Linked DNA regions of Mus musculus: regions 1, 2 and 3 are each linked to region 4. Evidence: chromatin contacts called from public promoter capture Hi-C data. All regions are on one chromosome and are shown on one strand. The core of a region is the stretch at or near the end of the contact, and the rest is flanking DNA. Distances in the headings are between cores, read along the strand shown. Region 1 overlaps Hs6st3 (heparan sulfate 6-O-sulfotransferase 3). Region 2 overlaps Hs6st3 (heparan sulfate 6-O-sulfotransferase 3). Region 3 overlaps Hs6st3 (heparan sulfate 6-O-sulfotransferase 3). Region 4 holds the start of Hs6st3 (heparan sulfate 6-O-sulfotransferase 3).

The links. Promoter capture Hi-C pulls out the DNA fragments that hold promoters and counts their contacts.
Region 1: a promoter capture Hi-C map of hippocampal neurons shows a contact between it and region 4, with 7 times the contacts expected there. The contact joins the enhancer-like site here to the promoter of Hs6st3 in region 4. A contact is called at or near these places in 8 of 39 promoter capture datasets (the 3T3-L1 cell line, embryonic stem cells, hippocampal neurons and 3 more), 2 of 484 Hi-C or Micro-C datasets (cerebral cortex and cortical neurons), 6 of 115 datasets of contacts at active chromatin or transcription factors (craniofacial prominence, embryonic forebrain, embryonic stem cells and 2 more) and 1 of 9 other capture datasets (pancreatic islet).
Region 2: a promoter capture Hi-C map of hippocampal neurons shows a contact between it and region 4, with 6 times the contacts expected there. The contact joins the enhancer-like site here to the promoter of Hs6st3 in region 4. A contact is called at or near these places in 9 of 39 promoter capture datasets (the 3T3-L1 cell line, embryonic stem cells, hippocampal neurons and 3 more), 8 of 484 Hi-C or Micro-C datasets (cerebellar granule neurons, cerebellum, cerebral cortex and 3 more), 8 of 115 datasets of contacts at active chromatin or transcription factors (astrocytes, craniofacial prominence, embryonic basal ganglia and 5 more) and 1 of 9 other capture datasets (pancreatic islet).
Region 3: a contact with region 4 is called in a promoter capture Hi-C map of hippocampal neurons, with 6 times the contacts expected there. The contact joins the enhancer-like site here to the promoter of Hs6st3 in region 4. A contact is called at or near these places in 3 of 39 promoter capture datasets (the 3T3-L1 cell line, cranial neural crest and hippocampal neurons), 2 of 484 Hi-C or Micro-C datasets (both in cerebral cortex), 9 of 115 datasets of contacts at active chromatin or transcription factors (embryonic basal ganglia, embryonic forebrain, embryonic hindbrain and 6 more) and 2 of 9 other capture datasets (embryonic stem cells and pancreatic islet).

Annotation. Positions count from the first base shown.
Region 1 is chr14:119,487,795-119,490,494 of GRCm38.p6, forward strand. All of the region lies in intron 1 of Hs6st3 (heparan sulfate 6-O-sulfotransferase 3), which reads left to right. Among named protein-coding and RNA genes, the nearest start is that of 1700006F04Rik, 260 kb to the right of the region's middle. Within about 2 kb of position 1,292, at least 9 of the 459 cell types and tissues checked have an H3K27ac peak or open chromatin away from gene starts, as enhancers often do. A contact at or near this core is called in hippocampal neurons, where this site is marked.
Region 2 is chr14:119,465,747-119,468,446 of GRCm38.p6, forward strand. All of the region lies in intron 1 of Hs6st3 (heparan sulfate 6-O-sulfotransferase 3), which reads left to right. Among named protein-coding and RNA genes, the nearest start is that of 1700006F04Rik, 280 kb to the right of the region's middle. Within about 2 kb of position 1,380, at least 21 of the 459 cell types and tissues checked have an H3K27ac peak or open chromatin away from gene starts, as enhancers often do. A contact at or near this core is called in cerebral cortex, cortical neurons and hippocampal neurons, where this site is marked.
Region 3 is chr14:119,552,784-119,555,483 of GRCm38.p6, forward strand. The region is part of intron 1 of Hs6st3 (heparan sulfate 6-O-sulfotransferase 3); the gene reads left to right. Among named protein-coding and RNA genes, the nearest start is that of 1700006F04Rik, 200 kb to the right of the region's middle. Within about 2 kb of position 1,333, at least 5 of the 459 cell types and tissues checked have an H3K27ac peak or open chromatin away from gene starts, as enhancers often do. A contact at or near this core is called in hippocampal neurons and pancreatic islet, where this site is marked.
Region 4 is chr14:119,136,985-119,139,684 of GRCm38.p6, forward strand. It overlaps Hs6st3 (heparan sulfate 6-O-sulfotransferase 3), which reads left to right and starts at 1,281. Exons shown (of 2, transcript NM_015820.3): 1 at 1,281-2,134. The coding sequence starts at 1,431.

The DNA of each region.
Region 1 (2,700 bases), core at 42-2,541, 350 kb after region 4:
TTTAGTGTTCACTGAGAGCAAGGATAACAAACACAGTACCCAGCAAGTATGACCAGGTATCACAGACCTCCCCAGAACACTGTCTCACTCATCTGACAGAACTTAGTTTTTTTCTGCTGACTAAAACTCTAGTTTTATCTTTTAAAAACAAAAAGAAAATAAAACTCTTTGTTTTACTTCCCCCAAGTCTTCCTTATGCTGCTCTTAGACTTTTTAAAATAGAATTTCTTGATCTTTGATTTCCCATTCACCTTTCAGCTCACTAGATCTGTATTTAATGATCCTGGAGTAATACACATTGTTCTTCTGAAATCCGTGGGTATCCTCTGAAGTACCACGTCAAATAGGACCTTCTCAGGCCTTATTTATCTGGTTGCTCACAACTATGAACTCCTGGCTTTTCTTCCTTGGAACAGATCTCTGTGGAAGCCACAATCTTGGTCCTTCCTAGTCCCCCCGTCAGTATCCAAATCCTAGATGTTTGACCATAACTTTCCGCCTTATCTTCATGTTATTACTATGTTTTAACAAAACGCCACCATGTTTAATTACAGTTATATTTCTTCAGTCCTATAGAGAGGCTAGAAAGATCAATGTTCATTTCCTGATGCAAATTTACAACTCCCCTGTATTGCAGAATGTTGGAGTTTAAATTTTCATATGTACTTACTGTATAAATCCTTATTTTAAGGATAATGTTTATTAACATATCTGTTGCTTGCATGTCTGTCACAGTGTTGCCATGTTGTGAGTGTCGTTTAAATGGCTCAATATATGTGGATTTGTATACATTCACATGTTACTCATGTGAGTTACATTAGTTCTCCACTGCACTTGCTGAAGAACGAACACCCATTAGTTTAGAGTGTAACTTATTCAGATGTCATTTCCTTGAAGAAATGACAGAGTTAAAGTAAGGTCATCAGTGTGAGTCCTAATTGCATGCAACTTGTGTCTGCACAAGAACACAAAAGTGGGTGTACATAAAGACACAAAGTATACACATTCACACAGAGAGAAAGGGACCAGGATATGTAGTTAGATGGTAGCTGACTATAATAAGCCACAGGAGAGACTGCATCAAAACTATTGTGTGGAACCTTAGCCTTGGACTTCTACTCTGGAGCACTGTGAAGAAATAAATCCCTGCGTCTTCATTCCCTAAACCTTTTGTGTTATCATTATTACTATTATCAATTTTAATTTTTAGGAAGCGAGAGCTAACAGAACTGTATAGCTACATTCATCACTTAAACCTATTTTTTGCTGAAGTTGTAAGCAGGAGACTGGAATGTGGAACAAAAGCTTTGTCTCTTTTCTCCTAACACATCTAGCTCCTCACAAATGCATTGTCAATACACGTCTGGGAATTGTTCCAGAGAGACAGGATGGTTACCAAACATGTCATCAAGAGTCTTCAAACAAATGAAGCCACGCCGTGGTCTACACCCTTCTGGCTTCTTTATCCAGCTTCTTGTAGTTTTGATCTGTACAGGCTTTGCCTACTTTGGTAAGATGCCTCCCACCTTCTTCTGCACATCATGTCAATCTCATTCTCCTGCTTGATCTTGGTAATCCCTCTCCTTCTTGTGGCTCCCCCTGACCACCAGCCCACAGTGATTTCCTTCTCCATCCCCCACACCACACTATGACATTCCTCAGGGTGCTCCATCCTCCACACCACACCATGATATTCACCAGCTGCTTATGAACTACTGAGTGTTATTATCAGCTCATTATTCCACCTCTTCACTGTTCTCTCTCACTCATCTGTGCTTGGATGATTTAACATTTTCTGAAGACAAGTAAAAAGTAATACTTTCTTCTTTCTAGTCTCTCTCCCTCTGACTCCGCTCTGTCTTCAAACCAGAAGGGCTATTTCATCATTGAACACAGGGGATGCTTAATGTTTAAAATGACATTCAGATGATTGGACAACTGTGATTCTTCATGACTGTCTGTTGGGTGTGAAAAAAAATATGATCACAAACAAGGTTTATAAAAACCATCCAAACCACTTTTGATAAAGGAAGAGAGATTTGAATACAAGGACTGATTTATTATTATGGATTAAACCTTTGCCTTGTCTCATTCAGTATCATTCTTGCTTCAGTCAGTTCATGATATGTAAGGGAAAAAGAGGACCTGTTATTGATGGTTCAATATTTTTGATGAAAAGGTGCTTAAATTATTTTAGGGGAACTTCTGTTGGCCCGGAAGCCCTACAGGGGATAGTCTTTGTGTTAAGAAGAGTGAAGACTGGTCTCTTTTCTAATTTTTCTTTCTTGCTTGTGTAAACGCCCAGTAAATTCCTTTGACAGTCAGAAGAACAGATGAATGTTATTAGAAGCCTCCAACCTGTCTCAACGATGAGAAACACTTCACAGTGAGCTCACTGGGGGACACTCAGTTATGATGTCATGACTTCTTACTCTTTGCAAATGTCAGTAGCATTCATCTCTGAAGAGTTCACTGCTCTAGATATATATTTCTTGCCGAGTGTTTGTTCATTCAATATAGATCCCACTGTGCCCAAGGAGTGATATATATTTCCACTTCTAGCTCATTCCTGTGTCTTAGTATACTCTATTCATTGTATGATAATGATTTCGATTTCCCTCTTCCTCTATTGTGGTATATGCAGTGGGAACCTTTTGATTCTTTATTGCATGCAGGAGTTATAATCATATTCTGCTGAGA
Region 2 (2,700 bases), core at 130-2,629, 330 kb after region 4:
CGAGTAGTGCATTAATACTCTCACTCAGTTACCGAGTGACTACTACCAGTAAGGTGCTCGTGTCAGGACCCAGGAGCTCCGAGCAAAACTGGCAGAGGTACCTGCCTTTGTGAGCCTAAATTCTGATGCAACATTATTCCTCCTTGCTAGCTGGGAAAAGCATAAGTGAATATAAAAACCCTGGGTTGTGCTACTGGTAGAGATCCTAGAGTTTGTGGACTTCCACATAATTTTTCAAATGGGCTTGCTCTTCTATCTTGTACTACTTTACTGGCTGCTGCTATCTACTGAATAAAGCCACATATGGATTGCAAGCACTGGTAAAGAATCCAATGTACTAAAAATGTCTATAATGCAATATTACTTATTATATAGCAATACACAGTGACTTAAATATATTGTACATGCATATATATTTACACATATGCATATATATGTTTTTATACAGAGAAGGTCTATTTTCATTATTCATAGCTGTTATGCTCTATGCAGTTTCCCTAATCTCTGAATTAGCGCATACCAATGTTTCTAGGGAGAATATTGGTTTAGTTCTTTGGGTCATGACATATCCATTTGCTGCTGAATACAAGACCTTGCTTCCTGTGTGTTTCTTTGCAGAGGTGCCTTACATAAATGTGTGCAATGATTAAGTGGCAGCACAGCTTCACTTGTACACAGGCGTGAATGAAGCCATGTAATGCAGATCTTTGCCCTAAGGCTCGTTTTTTGCCTTGGTGAGCTGGGGAAGATCAGACAACGATTTTAATACGACTCCTCACACCGCCTCCAATAGTAAAATTGCTAAGAGAAAGCTCAGGACTTCAGAAAACATGGCACTGAGTAGACTGTAAAGAGGACACTTGCTTTCAGAGTCAACTAATATATGGAGCCACGAGGAAAGCTGCTGATCTCTGTTGGGAAGATATACATCCACTAATTTACATTTATTTTTATTTCTTATTCTTTTTGTCACATTGAATATATGTCATGAGTGACCACAAAAGTGCTTTGGTGTTGCAAATAAATTTATTGGGTAAGTTATTTTACATAGAGGCAATCTACAAATCATGAAGATTGAGTCCAGCCCCCCTCTTTGTGTGTGTATAGTTGTAATTGTAGTTGTGATTATGTGCCTTTGGTCTTTTCCAGTGAGTTCTGAGCTTCATCTTTAAGAAGCTCTAGTACAAAGCCTGGAAATGGAATTTGAGGTTGTGAGCAAGGATAAGTCTGCTCCATTGCTGGGTTCCACCATGCAAACCTCCTCTCTGCCTGTTCCAGGCAAGTGTCATAAGAGTTGCATGGAGTTGGATGATTCAGCTATGACTCAAATGCTGCAAACACCGAGCAGGGGAAGAAATGGCTGGAGGAGGGGAGGCAAGTCGAGCCTGCAGGCACACAAGAAAATCAGCTAGGCAGCAGCAGGGCCATGCTCTCAGCTTCATGCTGGGTTCTGGCTTCTCAGCTGCAGTGCTGGGCTTCACTGAGTCATTCCATACCTCAGAAACCTTGTGGCCCCCACCTTGCAAAGATCAAACCTTTTCTTGCTGACTGGCTGTCCTTTTAAGGCAGGAGAGATGTGACCCATGTCTGTACCTCCAGAAGCCTGGAGCTTGGCACGGGGGCAAAGAGCGCCTCAATAACTGCCTCCGTGACTGATGGGCTGTCTTGAGGCTTTCTGCAGATCCTAAGTCCAACATTTCTGCTAGTGTCAATTGAATAGGCAGATGCCTGAAATCCCTTTATTGAGCAGAAAAGCCTTTTATTCTGTAATTATAGAGGAAAAGAAAAGATCATAAAAATATTCAGTGGTAACAATTTAGTATGAATGCTTTTCAGTTGAAGTATAATTAGTCAACAAATGTAAATCACTAATTATGAGTTTCTTTTCTGTTTTGATGTGAAGCCATGCTTCAAGTGTCTATGGCAAGAAGAGACCTTAGTACTAAAGCTGCATAAAAGTGTGGGAGAAAAGAAAGATCAGTTTGAAAAGTGGAACACAGGAAAGCAAAGCTGCCTATTTTGCATTTCATTGGACCTAGACAGAGAAGGCAGAGTGGTGAGGTATAGTTATGGCAGAACCAAAGGTATTTTGATGAGAGAGAAAAACAAAGAGAGGGAGGGGTGTGTAGACATGGATTTGCATAGAAGATCATGCTGTCTTTTGGAGAATGTCTCTTAAAGACTTAGTCCCTCCCCAGTTTGGAGCTATGGTAGAGCAGAGTAACCTCCTAAAAATCAGGGCATAATCAGAGGTCTTATATCCTTATAGGATACCTCCAGGGTATTGTGAGATCCAGTCTCTTCCTCGTGTTTCTTTTCTTCTCCTGGGAATGGAATATTCTACCAAATGCTTGGTCATGTATTAGCTCTTCAGTGACACAAAGCAAAGAAAGAACCATTGGATCAAGAGTTACAGCCTCTAAGACAGAAAGCCTGATAACCTAGTTCTTATGACAGCCATAGCTCAGAGTCACAAGCAGCCTGTGGACTTCTGCCCCAGCTGGGGCTTCAGTTTACACTTCCGAGTGGACTATAGCAGCCACCACACAGTGACTTTCTGCCTGTCCAATGGTCAGCTCTAGCTAATCTCACTCTGCATCGGCAGGGACTGTGTTTGGCATTTCTCCTGCTTACAAGGATTTCTATGGGAGAGTTGTGGTCCATCTTTGAAGACAATGAAAGAGAGTCATGTTTTTGGAT
Region 3 (2,700 bases), core at 83-2,582, 420 kb after region 4:
TCTGAGCATATCATTCAGGTTGTGCCATAGGTTAGCACTTTGTCGTTTTTATTGCTGAGTGATATTCTATAATTCAACCATATTGTGAATATGTTCTTAGTAGAAATTTTTATCATTTCCATTCATTGATTAGTGAACAAAGTTGGTCTGAACATTCATCTGTAGGTGTTCCATGGCTTCCAGTGAGGATATGACTGATACAGCTCTTGTGAAGTTGAAAGTGTGTTGAGAATATACAACATGCAGAACATACATATGGTTGTGGTCTATGGTATGCTGTGCAGTGTGAACATTTGCTCAGAGGTTAGCCAGCTGCCTGGTGGCTGTTGCTCAGGATCATACTACATGTGGCTAACCATAAAAAAAGATAAAAATTAAAAACCCAAAGCATGACTTCTATTTTATATACATCCACACCATTTTAAGATTAAGGACTAGTAGATCTTACCACGGTCATTTGTAGTGATCCTGTGCAAGTTTTGTAGTGAATATGTGATCAGTACGCTTGTGCATATATTCAAATGTAGCATGAGAGCAAATCGTCTGCTGTAGAAAAACTAGACTGAGAGTCAGTGTTAGTTATAGATATGAGCAAGTTAGCTGGTTATTGAAGGAATCTAGATGAAGAAGATGGTGACTACAGTAGAATCTCTTTTTTTCTAACACTCAGTAGTCTTGAACATTTTCCTTCTACTTAGGAAGAATATATCATAATACATTAACAAGTTGCCCTGATATACTAGGATTGTTGTAAAAAGGACTGGATCTGAAGAGTGACCACTCTGGCCACGTGTGTGAGAAACAATTTCTATTCATAGATGTAATGATACTTGGATCAACATGAAGAAAATCAAAGCAAAGTTCCAATAATAACAAAACCCTAAAATATAACATGACTTGTGACCTATTATTCAACAATTTACCAGGTTATAGACATCAGTAAATGAAATGAGTGACAAATCATCATATGTCTTGGCAACTTCTTTATTTGGTATAGTGAACTTTTAGAAATTCTGAATATAGAATGCGAAGAAGAAGAAGAAGGAGGAGGAGGAGGAGGAGGAGGAGGAGGAGGAAGAGGAGGAGGAGGAGGAGAAGGAGGAGGAGGGAGAGGAGGAGGAAAAAGAGGGGGAGGTAGAGCGAGAGGGAGAGAGAGAGATGGAAAACTTACATCTGTCAAACTGCTGATGCCTTTGGCTGATGAGATCATTAGTAAATTGTGCCTATGCTGCTGTTTGGAAGCTAATGGTCTGTTTGCTTAACAGAAGGGTGTCTGTTCTTTGAACACCCATATTATGTAAAATTGGTTTCCGAGGAAGTGAAAGTGGAGCAGAGTGTATTCCATGCCTCCTGTCACTTGTACTTTTCACATTAATCGGTGCTTCTTTCTGAGTAGATGATGTGCTTCGGGGGTGAGATTCTGAAACCAAATCCCCAGGGTTCCAAATCTGGCTGTTTCTGCTTATTAGGTGCTGTCCTTGGGCATGCTGTGCAACTGTGCTATGCTGTCTTTGTCTATAAATGTGGACACACTAATAACCTTCCTCAGAGAATATTTGTGAATATTAATGATTCAAAGCATTTAGGGCAGATCTTAGCCCTTGGCGAGTGCTCCACAAACTAGGACTTGAACCAAACTCTGTGGAGAGCTCAAGTTCTTGCCATCTTGCTTGCATACTGACCACAAAACAAGACAAAAGTGCTATATATGAGTGTACTGGCTAGTTTTGTGTCAATTTGACACAGCTGGAGTCACCACAGAGAAAGGAGCTTCAGTTGAGGAAATGCCTCCATGAGATCCAACTGTAAGGCATTTTCTCAATTAGTGATCAAGGGGGAAAGGCCCCTTGTGGGTGGAACCATCACTGGACTGGCAGTCTTGGTTCTATAAGAGAGCAAGCTGAGCAAGCCAGGGGAGGCAAGCTAGTAAGGAACATCCCTCCATGGCCTCTGCATCAGCTCCTGCTCCCTGACCTGCTTGAGTTCCAGTCCTGACTTCCTTTGGTGATGAACAGCAATGTGGAAGTGTAAGTTGAATAAACCCTTTCCTCCCCAACTTGCTTCTAGGTCATGATGTTTGTGCAGGAATAGAAACCCTGACTAAGACAATGAGTATCTTCTTTCCTTATTTATCTAGTACATACTTAGTAGGAAAAAAAAAAAACAAACAAAAGGAACATAATTTATTGCGGTACCTGAGTTTGATTGCTTTGGATTTTACTCAGTGGATGACCTGGACCTTTGGCGCACATGCATTGTGAAACTTTTCATCTAACATAATTTTAGTGGTGCCTGAAGCAAAAATTAAAAAAAAAAAAAAAGAAAGAAGAATCGAACCTTCATTCATGTTGCTCCTTATACCTTTGCTGCTGTCCTACCTTTTCTCTGTTTAGACACGTGACCAAATACATAGATCATAAATTATGATTGCTTGTTTAGAGCTATATCGAACTTCCTCCTCTTAAGTCAAGTTGGGGTAATAGGTACAAATTTTCAAGTAATTCTCAGGAACACTACCTCAGTGAGTTGATGGCAGGATTCAAGTGGCTTACTGTTCTTCACCAAATTGAATTCTTAATTTTGGTTAACACATGGCATGCTAATTTATAATCTCTACTAGTTTCATGATTCTGGTAACCTAGGCTCCACACAGTAACTATTAGTTGGTAGGCTAGTTTGATGTGTCCAACTCACTGGTCA
Region 4 (2,700 bases), core at 31-2,530:
AATGAAAACCTCGGTGGACAACGAAGGAGGTCTTCACTGTGGAACACAGGTGAGGGCAGCTGATGTTGCTTCTTACTGGGGTGGGAAAAGGGCGAGTCTTGAACATCGAAGAGCCCACTTTGTGTTAATGGAATGGATTTTAGGACTTATATCCTGCAGGGCTGCGTCTTGGAGCCATGGAAAGGGAGTTCGCATCAAACACAAATCTCTTTATAAAGCAGGCTTTTTAATGGTTGCTGGTTGAATAAAGTTGTAGTGTTGGACCTACTAAGTTCATAGTTGAGGAAGCTTGGAACAAACTGGAGCATCAGTTTGAGCGTGTTGGGAGGCAGTAAATGAAGTCTGGAACCTATGTACCCTGCTGAGGAAGGACAAGCAACCGCCTGTTTAGTCTGCGTGAGACTTTCTGCCATAGGGGTGTTTTATTCCTGCAAACAAGACCAACCAGGTTTCTGTCCACTCTCACACTGAGAAAGCTGCCAATGTTGCAATTTAGAGGAATCAGATCATCGCTAGCAACGCCCTCCATGGGGCCTGTTCTCGCTCCGCGGTAGCCTTTCTGCCAGATCTCCCTAGGCTCCAGGCTGAAGGGATTCCCACCCCCAGCAGCCTCCCGCGAGCCCCGCGGAGCCGTGGACTCCTCCCCTGGAAACTCCTCCGGGGCTGAGGAAGGCTTTGGCGCATGCTCCGTACCTAGGGCAGGTTTTTTTGCTGCGGGTAGCAGGGCTCCTGTCACACCGGCTGGCGGGTTGTGGCGGTGCCAGCCCGCGTGAGCGAGTGTGTGCGCGTTGCCTGCGCCTGGGCGGGCGGACCCGGAGCAGTAGTGCGATTTGCCCGGGAGGCGGCTCCGCAGAGGCGTCTTGCTCGCCGCCGCCGAGGGGCGGCTTTGCAAACTTGCGGCGGGCTCTCGGCGCCCAGGGACCCGTGGGCAAAGGTGCCGGGCGCGGTGCACGCGGAGGGCTGGGGCTGCGGGACCGGGCCGAGCCTTCGCCCTTGGCCCGCGCCCTGGTGAGCCTCATGCAGCTCCTGTGCTCGCCACCGCAGCTGCCCCGGGAAGGTCCGGGACACGAACCCCGCACCGCAGCGCCTGAGCGTCTACCGACCGGCGGCGGGATGCTCCGTGTCGCCTGAGAGCGCCGCGTCCAGGTACAAGAGGAGCCGGCTGGAGCCCGGCGCCCCAGGGATCGAGAGGAGCCCCACGCCACAGCCGCCGGCGCCGGCGCCCGTCTTCTCGGCTCCGCTCGTAGGCCCCGGCTCTGCCAACCCCGGAGTGCGGCGGGGCAGCCAGACAGCCGTTCTCTTCGGCGGCAGGGGCATGGAGGAGCGGCGGGCTCCGAGCCGCGCCCCGGAGTCCCCGAAACTTCCGAGCAGGCGCCCGATCGCGCCGCTGGCGCCGCAGCCACCTCACCTGCCGGCCTGAGAACGGGACCATGGATGAAAGGTTCAACAAGTGGCTGCTGACGCCGGTGCTCACTCTCCTCTTCGTGGTCATCATGTACCAGTACGTGTCCCCTTCCTGCACCAGCTCATGCACCAACTTCGGGGAGCAGCTCCGCTCCGGGGAGGCCCGCCCGCCCGCTGTCCCGAGTCCTGCCCGACGGGCACAAGCACCCCTTGATGAGTGGGAGCGGCGGCCCCAGCTGCCACCGCCACCCCGGGGACCGCCCGAGGGGTCTCGTGGGGTCGCGGCTCCCGAGGATGAGGATGAGGATCCCGGGGACCCGGAGGAGGAGGAGGAGGAAGAAGAGGAGGAGCCGGACCCCGAGGCGCCCGAAAACGGCTCCCTGCCCCGGTTCGTGCCTCGATTCAACTTCACCCTCAAGGACCTGACCCGCTTCGTGGACTTCAACATCAAAGGGCGGGATGTGATCGTGTTCCTGCACATCCAGAAGACCGGGGGCACCACGTTCGGCCGGCACCTGGTGAAGAACATTCGTCTGGAGCAGCCATGCAGCTGCAAAGCTGGCCAGAAAAAGTGCACCTGCCACCGGCCGGGCAAGAAGGAGACCTGGCTCTTCTCCCGCTTCTCCACCGGCTGGAGCTGCGGGCTGCATGCCGACTGGACCGAGCTCACCAACTGCGTGCCGGCCATCATGGAGAAGAAGGATTGTCCCCGCAACCACAGCCACACCAGGTACTGTCCCGCGTCTGTTGGTTTCCTGAACCCCACTCCCTTCCCCCAAGTCCTGACCCCGCCAGTCCCGCGTCGCGCTCCCTTAGCTGTTTGGCAGTGGCTTTCCAAAGGGTGGGCAGCGAATTTGGGTGAAGGGTGAGAAACCGCTGGATACCCACCGGGGGGGGGGGGTGTCTTGAGTTGGTTTCTTTCCCATGCTTCACTGTTTCTTGCCACCCCCTGTCACCTTCAGCCATGTCCACGGCCATCCTGATGTGCATTCTGCACAGTGCCTAGCATTGTGTGATGAGGTATTTGGAGCAGACACTAAAGAACAGCTATGGAATAACCAGGGTGTCGAGGGAGAGAGGTCGAGTCTTGAACTTAAATTATGTGGTGGAAATCCAAAGAATAGGGGATCCGGGAGTGCAGACATAGTTTTTCAGGAATGGTGAGGCTGGAGCATAATGTCCTTCTAAGTGGCTCTTGGATGGCTGCTTGCCAGCTTAGAGAACAATCCTCTTGATGCCGCTTTGAAGATCTACACGTGCAAAATCGTGCTCCACTGTGATAACCCTAATTCTGGA